2 separate regions of the Mus musculus genome follow, and region 1 is linked to region 2. Evidence: chromatin contacts called from public HiChIP or PLAC-seq data. All regions are on one chromosome and are shown on one strand. Each heading gives the region's core, a stretch centred on a gene start, on an enhancer-like site or on the middle of the called end of the contact. The rest is flanking DNA. Distances are from core to core; before and after follow the strand shown.

Region 1 (4,791 bases), core at 1,295-3,794, 1.1 Mb before region 2:
GCAAACTTCAGGAATTAAGCAGAGACTACAGGAAGGGAAGACACTGCCCCTTCGAATTACATTGTTGCACCTTACTTAGATTTAAAAAAAAAGAAAAGAAAAGAAAAGAAAAAAGAAAAAAGAAAGAAAAGAAACACAAAGTTTTGTGTACTGTTGCTTTAAAAAGATACTAATCTTACAGCTCTTTACAATAAAAAGGAAGAAAAATCTTGAAAACAGAAAATCATTTCAACAACTATAATGGCCATTTACTTAAAATTTGTCAACAGATCTGCACACTTTTTAGAGAGGAGAAAAAAAAAAGAAAAGAAAAGAAAACTGCAAAAATTCTATCTACACAGCAGCCTGCTCCTGATAGCCCTTCCTTTCCCTGACAGTCTTTGAAGCTTCTAAGTGAAATTAGTTTCACTTTTGTTTCTTAAGTATAGAGTTCACTTCCTACTTCTTAAGGCAAAGTCCTAGCCCTAGTTTCTAGCGTCATTTTAAAACTTCAACTTTGAGTTACATTGTTTCAAAAGAATTTAAAACCATACTGTTTGGCCCTGTTCTAATACTGGTCACAAAATAACAGTGTATTAACAAGGCAAAGGAACACATTTAAAAAACTACAAATGTAGTTCAGTTGGTAGAGTTCTTGGCTAGCATGATGAGGCCCTAGGTTCAGTCCCCAACACCATTAAAAGTAAATATTCTGGGTGTACAAAAATATATGATGTTGCTCTAAAAGCATTCACCAATTATCAGTGAAATGATTTAACATACTCAACACATGCTAAAAACAGCATCACAATGTTAATATTTTGAATTAGAGAATATTCTCTTAGGGGAGAGGAGGCTTATTAAGCATGAATATTGGACTAGAAAACAAAGTTAACTTTCAGTAATTTGATTCTTGATTCTACAGACTTATGTATACAGTTCTGAGCCATCAAGGTAGTTATCTGACTATGCAAAGAAGTGGTTTAGTCAAAACGAAAGACAAAACCCATAAAGTCCTTGCAATCTTGAAGTTTAAGAGAAGCAAAAAAGACAGCAACTTTTCCCACTTTGAGATAAAGACGTTTTAAAATGCAAAATGAGTATAAAGAAAATGCTACTGAGCCTATTGCTTAACATGCCAAAGATCCCATGACCTTCCAACCAAAACTACAGCACACATTCAACATCAACATCTAAAGATTATAGTGTTCTAGGAACAACATACAGAATTGGGAGGCCAACTGTTTTCTTCGTTATTGTTATTCAGTCTTGAATTCTTCTGCCACATTACAAACTACATCACAGTTCACCATAATCGTCTCAATGTGCAAGAAGCATAGACTAAAATAGGCTCCAAAACCAACTTTAACCAAAGTGTCTAAAATAACAATGCACTATCCCTACTTTCCAACATTCTCTGACATCTTTGGTTATCTCAAGGAACATAAAATGCTAAAACTATTTTAATGACAAAAAGAAAAAAACGGGGGGGGGGGGCTGTTTGAAGGTATTGGTCTATTTTTTAGTACAACAGGCCTCACTTTAAAGACAAGCACAGGTAGGCTTTACAGCAAGTACCTAGTGTCAAAACTACAGCAGGGTGTGGCATCCATTACTCACACCGATGAGCCAAAGGAGGCTCTGGCTGTTCACTGTATACCTAATTGCTCCTACAATTAGAATTCAACTAAGCCAACATTTCCCCGGTGCTCAAAATGCTTTTCACACCAATAAGGGGGGAGGGGGGAGGGCAGAACAAGTAATGACCGTCTGCTCTTCAGGACATGGAGCAAGCTATGCTGGAGCTTTTAAAGATTCTTAAAGTAAAACCTAGAACTAGCAAGATACTGTTCGAGAAACAATATGTGATGACCCCCCTAACTCTGCGTGAAACTGATGCTAGAGTAAAGAACGAACAAGAGAGCAAGGTCAAACTTAGGGGACAAAAGATTTGAGTAACAGCCATAAAGGTCTCCTTACGCGCGAGATACTTTCTAGATCCAAGAGAGAATAAAATAAAGAAAAGAAAGAATAACCAACCAAACACTCTACTTGTACAGATTCCACCCTGGGTCGATGCGATGTACCTGCCCTGGAAGACAGGTAATTCGTTTTGGGGAGGTCCGGTTTTTTTTTCCCCAGAACAGCAGGCCTGGCACAATAAGACCTCCGAAAGAGAAACTGTCCAAAAGGGGTGACAAGTGACATTCTTGCAGAAGAAAAGGGACTGGAAAAGGAAGCGAAGGAGAAGAAAGTTTAATTACAAAGCCTGGCAGAGTGAGTACTGGAGGAATGCGGGGGTCACTCTGGGGACGCGGCGCCGTCGGTTCTGGGAGAGCAATCCGCAGAAGGGAGTGGACGCGAAGCCTCTCACTACTGCACACCCCGCTCCGCACGCAGCCCCGCGGGACCGAGCGCGACGCTCCCGGAGTGGCCCGGCCGGCCGGGAGGCCACGCGGCCCGTCGAGGAGCGGCGACCAGCCCGCGCCTCACCTTCTGCGCCGCGCTCTGCTGCAGCACATTCTGCTCCACGGTCATGGCCCCCGCGGCGGCCCCGCCTGTCGCGCTCTACCGGGCCCGGGGCAGCGACGCGGACGGCCCGGGAGGACGGCGCCCCCGCCAGCCGGGCGCGAAGGCGATGGCGGCGGGCGAACGCGGGCCCCGCGGGCAAGCGGCGAGACGCTACCGGAGAGCGCCACCGCGGCCGCCTCAGGTCCTCTGCGCCCCGATCCTCAGCGCCGCTGAGCCGCGGCGGCCCGGCCCATGGGCGCAGGCGACGGAGAGCACGATCAAGCCGGGCCGCGTCACGCGTTCGCACTCAGCTTCGCCTGACCGCTCCGGGGGGACCACTGCGGGCCGGCGGCAAGCGGACGGAGGGAGCGGCCACCCGGAATGGCGCTGTCCTCCGGCCGCCGCGACTCCGCCTCCAGCCCCTCCCTCGCCGCGGTCACCGCCCCCGCCCCGCCCTCCTGCCCCGCCCCCGCTCTGCCCCGCCCCACCCGTCCTAACCCTACATTGTGACCCGCGGGAGCGGAAGGAGGGGCTGTGTTGCTGCCCCGCCCCCTGGTGGGCCCCGCCCTCCGTCTAAGCTCCTCTCAGCGCGCGGGCTGGACGGCCAGAACCGCCCATCCTGCAGGTTACTGTGCACCATTTAAGGCTCTTGCTAAACTCTGACATTGCGACCCCCCGACCCCCAGTCGAGGCTAGAGCCATAGGACGGTATACCAGATCACCTTCCTGTCTAACGGTCTCCAAAACAATCAACGTCCTTCCATACCTGTAATGTCCCAAAACCTGGGCGGGCCCAGAACTCCAGCTATTTCCTATGTCACCCAAGCCTTTCTAGGAATTTCACAAGCCATGAACCTGCTGGAAGAAAAAAGTCAAATAAGCAGAACGCTGTTAGAAGTCCTTCTGGACTGTACTTTTCTCAACTATTCGTTACATACATCAGGACTGACATTCTGTGTTTATTTCATGCACTGGAATGTGTGACAGTCACTGCTAGACTGGGGATTTAAGGTTTATTTACTGAAGAGAATCTAAATGAATAGACATAAGGCAAACAACATTATGAAAGAATCACTGCCTAGATGATGCATAATTCTAATATCCCTGTTGCCAAATTAAACAAACGATTAACTACCGTATGTGGAATAGTCTACTGTAAACGGAATTGGAGGAAAAGCCTAACAGTAAGTAAGAAACCTGGAAGTAAAATATCTTCAATTGCACCAGCTAAACTAGGGACAGAGTAAGACCGAGACCCAGGGGAGGGTAGATTAATGAGCACAGGGTTACAAATACAATAATACAGTGCACATACAAGTTAGACTGTAATTTAATCCACGGCAAGAAAAGCAGGCTTGGTAAAGAATCCAAGAAATACCAGGTCTTATATCATCATAATAACTCGGAAAAAGTCTTGTAATAACTCTTTGTACTTTATAACCACATCTAATCTTCCTTTGGGATGTCTTCAACCCTCTTTTGTGATTCCTTCCTTGTATTTGTCATGTTCGTTTGACAAATTTTAAATTTTGACTTCATTCATGGTCCTAAATCCTTGACTACAAAGGTTGTGAAATGATTGGAGGTGAGGAATTTTATGGATACTGCAAGAATTCCAGAGCACATGCTGTTTATGAGAACACAGACCCGGAGAGCACGTGTCTGAGAATGGACCTCAGAGCTACGTTTCCACAGTTAGAGACCTCAGCGCTGTAACTTCTCATTCACAGAGTAGCTTTGTGATTCTCCACAGGGGAGAGAGTTTTACAAGGTCATTTTCTTCCATTCAAAAGTACAAAAATTACCTGAGATTTGAGATACTGCTCACTAGTAGTAAGCATGGAAGCACATAGCTACACATTTGATCTTCAGGACCACTGCTTTTAAAAAGTTAAAAATTAATGTGAAAAAACTATTACAATGGTTTTTTTTTAAATCTATTGCCAGATATTCAACTTTAACTTCAGGAATTTGGTAGTACAATAATTCCCCAGAGTTTCATTATTTAGTCTTAGTTTTAAAATCTTTAGTACCTACCTAGTAGATAAAAGTTTAATAGCCCACCTAGAGATTTAATTTCCAGCTCATTTCTGAAGATTTCTTACTCATTCAATGATTTTTGGCACACTGTCAATTGTCCAAGTATATGATTTTGAGATAACTTATTTGTAGGTTAACTTATATGTGTTTCTTTTTTAAAAAGATTGTAATTGGAATAATTGGAGAGCAGAAATTTGTGAATTAACATAAATTAGTACAAAAGCCCGTTTTTGAGAATTTGCGTATCTGTCAGCTTTGCTG
Region 2 (5,103 bases), core at 2,349-4,848:
GGGATTAAAGGCGTGTGCCACCATGCCCAGCTGTTAGGTTGTTTCTAACATTGGTCTCAGATACAGTTGTCTCTAAGTTACAGGAGCATATAATTGTAATGATCAAGCATAGGGGTTCGGAAAGGCACAGCTAGAGTGTGTATCTAGGCTCATTCCAAAGGATTTGATTTCAAAATCATACACCGAACAAAGAAATGTAAACTATAGTCAACAAGACACTTCAATTCAATTTTATTCTTTACAATGGTGAAGGCAGTGATGCAGATGGAATCCTCAGCCAATCGATATCTTTATATCACATCCCATCCATCAGACAGAAATTTCCCATGGTAACTACTTTCTGCCACTTATTATTTGACATTGATGGTGACGGAATAAATGTCTGGTGGATCAATGAAACAGCTTGTATAAATCTCACTCTAATTTCTCGAAATATATACCCTATTTTCTCACTTCCATTGAAATTTTTTGACAATTTTGACTCACCGTCCATGATACAAATAGGAAGTGGTTGTGGACACCCTGTCCCATACTTGTTTCATCCTGTGCATGTTATAAAATCCTTGAGGTAGCATGTGAAAGCAAACTACCAAGAGGACACTTTTGCAATTTCCTTCTTTCACACATATCTGAAGCAACATGTGGCCCAGTGGCTGACTCGAGCCATGACTAACGGAAGGTGTATTCAATGTGAATCCTTACCTCTGTCTTGTTGTAGAATTGACTTCTGAACTGGACCATTTGGGGGCCACTCATTAAATATCTAAACTTCCCTAAAATATAAGTAAGTTAATAGAAGCAGTTGTTACACGATGTCTTCCAAACAGGACTGCAGCATGGTTGCATTGTAATAAGAGCTCATACATCATACCTTTTCACCATCAGAGAAAAATTTTCCTAAATGAATGAAAGTCTGGAATCACATCTTTCATATATAAATTTAAACAAAAATATTAATTTTATTTACAATTTGAATCCACCTTATGGTATTAAAACTGGTCAAATGCTTAGATATACAAACAGATGTTTATATGTAATTCTTAAGTATAATATTGTTTACTATAAAAATCATCTAATTTATACTCTGATAATTTCATATGTGCATACACTTAATCTTTATTTACATATACACCTGAGTCCCCTTGTTATTTCATCTGAGATCCTGAACCCCTCCCTACTCCTTGTCCTTTCATCCTTCGTAGTGTAGTAGGTCTTCTCTAGGGTCCATGACATGTCCAGCCACAGGCCCTTGGCTACGTTTACAGCACCATGCAAGGATTTCCTGTTGCCTGGGCCATAAAACCCATGAGAGAGCTGTTTGTCATCCCCAAGAGAGTCATGCTCCGATTGTTCCACTGGGCATATTTTTCTAAGCAACTAGTTCTTAGCAGTTTGCATAAATGTCTTCTGACACCATGGGAGCTACTTCTCAGACGAGCTTTCCTGATCAGTTCCTGCTTAATTCATCTAAGCCCTATGTCTGGAGTGTGTACTATCTTCATCACCATATATCATGCTCACATCTGGGAGGTAACCAAGGACAATGACAATAGAATGCATTGTTTTGTTTGACTCTTGGAGTTGCTCTCACCACCAATTAAGAACTAGAAGTGTGTTTCCAGTGACTGGCATGGAGGTTTAAGTTAGGGGTTTACGGCAATTTGGAAGAGCGTTAATATCAAATGTTGCATAACTGCATTTCAGCTGAACACACACACAAAATGTTAGTACCAGCAATTTGAATATTCACTGTTTTAGTTGTCATTATAAAAATGTAAACTATAAAAAATTCTCCAAATATAACTTTGATATTTAATATTCATTCATTATCTACAGATAATTTTTGGTGTAAACTATTCTGAAGTGATGGTGCATAAGGGCGGCCCATATTGGCATTAGCTTTGATTCTCAGTGAAACGATCATTTAGGAACTATCACCATTATCCTCCTCACTGAACTGATCAAATTCCACTCCTGAATTAAACTCCCATCCGTTTCACAAAGAGATGGAAGAGTACAAGGAGCACTGATGTCTCAGATAAGAAAATATCTTTTCATGGCTCTTAATTTCTTAGGCGACGGAATAGTTTATTCCCTTGGGTTAACTGAGAACCACCCAGAAAATTTACAGAAAGTCACACTGCTAGGGAATTACCGAGCCTTAGGTTTTCAGGTTGTCTGGTGTTATTCCCCTGTCATTGTTCTGAAAATACTAACCTCTTACTTCTCAAAATTACCCTCCTGCCACTGCAGCTGTTTATTAACTCCAATCCTCTTAAGTGGTTTACCCAATTCTATTGTAGTGCATAAAATACCATTTTGTTCTTGCTAGTTAAGAGGTTTATTGCATAGAAATTGAGTACCCACTACGTTCAATAGCACAGAGTGGGTATTCAATTTAGTATTTAAGCGAATTAGTGAATTTCAGCTGGGACTCCAGGACGAAGGCAGAGAGGTGGGAGGGACAACTGAGAAAAGAGGGCCAGAGCATGATTCTTAGAGAAGCACTTCCTAAAAATATGGTGCTACTGTTTTTAATCTGAGGAGTTTATGAGCAGAAAGTACAAGTTTTCTTGAAGCAGGCCATTTAACCAGAGCCTGCATTTGAAACAATCTGCACAAGCTCATCTGATAAGGGCTTCATTTTTCAAGGAAGTCTGAGCAACCTTCTCTTTTATCTGGATCTCTGGATCTGGCTTTCAGCAAAACCTTTAAGACATATTGGGGCTATTCCAGGCCCACTTAGTAGACACTGGATGCCTTGTCTGGAGAGAGGACTGAGCAGTCGGTAGCATCACCCACCAACCAGGCATTACCAGGGTACAGAGTACGTATACTATGTAGCAGGAAGTGGTTCTTTTATTAATCAGGGGGTTTTAACAATGATATGCTTGCTTTTTCAATGTCACCAATGCCCACTCATCAATATCTGGAGCTAGAATCCTATTACAGTTAGGTACTTTTAATCTATACCCTATTACGGTAGCTTTAGGGAGGATTAATATTATTTAACTTCAAATTGATCGTCATGTAGAAATATACAATTATGTATTGAGAAAGATACAGACATATGTCACATTTAAAAAGTGGGCAATGAAATTGAAAGGTAGGTTCCCTGGAAAATTTGGAAGGAGAAAAATGAAAAGGTGGAAATGATGTAAGTGTATTATATAACCTCAAATAATAAAATATTATAAAAATATAAAATGGAATTCTTTAAATAGTCTCAAACTTTTAAAAATCCACAATATTCTGTTTGATTTCATTTAAAAGGTTCAGATATTTTCCTCTTGTGCCATCTTTTTTAATGTGTTAAATTCTTTTACATAAACTGAGAAAATAAGTTTTGTTTTCCAAACCATTACACCCTTAGTAATTACCGTAGCCATGTCAAAGGTGTGAGCTAAGAATTATATCATAGAATACAGCACCGAGAATACAGTACAGAGTTACCAAATAATTACGGTAAGGAAGGAAAGGAAAAAAAAAAAAAAAAAAAAAAGAAACCTTCAACCAAGCAGACACTGAAGTCACATCCTGACCAGAGGAGGAAGTGTCACATCAGACACTTCCTCAGTGCTATCAGATGCTGGGTATCACGGAGAGCACCCGTGCCTGCTCTCAGTTGTCTCTGTAACAGCAGCAACTGTGCTCACTAGAGGTGGCCAGAATTCAAAATGCTAAAGAGGAAGCCATCCAATGCCTCAGACAAGGAGAAACACCAAAAACCGAAGGTAAGTTTATTTTCTTACAGAGTAAAACTAACCAAATACTGTACTAGAAAGCAACACTTACTTGCAAATGTATAACACAGACACACCAGACACACACACACACACACACACACACACACACACATACCATTTACACATACGCACATATACGTGTATACACACACATACACAAACTCATTCAAGCACACAACACATTCAAACAAACCACACAGTGACATACATCTCTCTCTCTCTCTCTCTCTCTCTCTCTCTCTCTCTCTCACACACACACACACACACACACACACACACACACACACACACACAAGCATACATGCACACTCACAGCCTACATCATCACCCTACTACTTACATGACATTTTATCTGTCACTTCTAAATTAATTTAAGTAGAGGACTAAGTGCATCAAAATACATATGGAAGAATTTGCATACTGATGAGCAATTATGGTCTTCACAATTGTGTATTAGATTCAACCCTTTATGTTGTTAGCTAAGATTGGGTTAGGATAATTTTATGGAACTCTGTTTGGTGGCCTCCACTTAACCATTAATATCATGAATTCTCTGCCTATTTTTCATTCCTTGGTTGTTCAATATCTTACCAGTGTTCTGAAGGAATTATTTTATCTGTTAAATTGTAGATATTTAAAATACATAACAGTAAGAAGACTAAAATGGAGAAATTTTAGGTTAGTTTTTTAAAATTCTTTTTGTAATTTGAATGTTCAGCTATGATATCTTGTAGTAGACATGCATTTTCACATTGTCATTAGAGAGAATTGTGCCCTATTTTGAGAAGACACAAAATTTATAAATTAGTAAATTTGATAAGCCAGTCTTATGTAGTATGTTCTTTTATTCTTTCTCTTGATAACAATTGGCATTAAAAATAATATAGGAAAAGCCAAGTTTACATTCTTATAGAACTTTAAACGTCATTTACTAGTAACATTAATTTCTTTAGTATGAAGTTGTGATGTCAGAAAATTTCTGTCCTGTTTATACATTCCTAACGTTTCTCAAATAAATTCAATCTTTTTGTTGGTGAGATAAATACTAGTGGATTCTTTGTTTTTAAGGAGTTTACACTTTGTCATCAGCTTTTATTTCTCATTGGGAGAGAGACAGTTTGGGGACTGATTTTCCTTCTGAACTGAGTAGGCACAGGACAGTCTTCAACGGTTTAAAACCTTTGGCAAAAGATCTGAAGTAAACTGAGAATTCATTATTTCCAAGTACAGGAAACTAAAACTAGATGATTTTCAACATTATTGTTTCTAATGCAAAAAAAGTCAACAAAGGTTAAACAAGCATCTTAGAAACACATAGTACAAAAATATATTGCACTTTCTGTTTTTTCATTACTAA

What was found. HiChIP or PLAC-seq counts read pairs in DNA pulled down with a chosen protein or histone mark.
Region 1: an H3K4me3 HiChIP or PLAC-seq map of pro-B cells shows a contact between it and region 2, with 5 times the contacts expected there. The contact joins the promoter of Usp25 here to the promoter of Samsn1 in region 2. A contact is called at or near these places in 8 of 39 promoter capture datasets (the 3T3-L1 cell line, the C10 cell line, HPC-7-derived erythroid cells and 4 more), 3 of 484 Hi-C or Micro-C datasets (B cells, CD4 T cells and LSK cells) and 4 of 115 datasets of contacts at active chromatin or transcription factors (T-cell acute lymphoblastic leukemia, bone marrow-derived dendritic cells, large pre-B cells and 1 more).

The regions. Positions count from the first base shown.
Region 1 is chr16:77,011,822-77,016,612 of GRCm38.p6, reverse strand. Usp25 (ubiquitin specific peptidase 25) reads right to left here and starts at 2,544. Exons shown (of 24, transcript NM_013918.2): 1 at 2,473-2,544. The coding sequence starts at 2,517.
Region 2 is chr16:75,907,761-75,912,863 of GRCm38.p6, reverse strand. Samsn1 (SAM domain, SH3 domain and nuclear localization signals, 1) reads left to right here and starts at 3,598. Exons shown (of 8, transcript NM_023380.2): 1 at 3,598-3,734. The coding sequence starts at 3,678.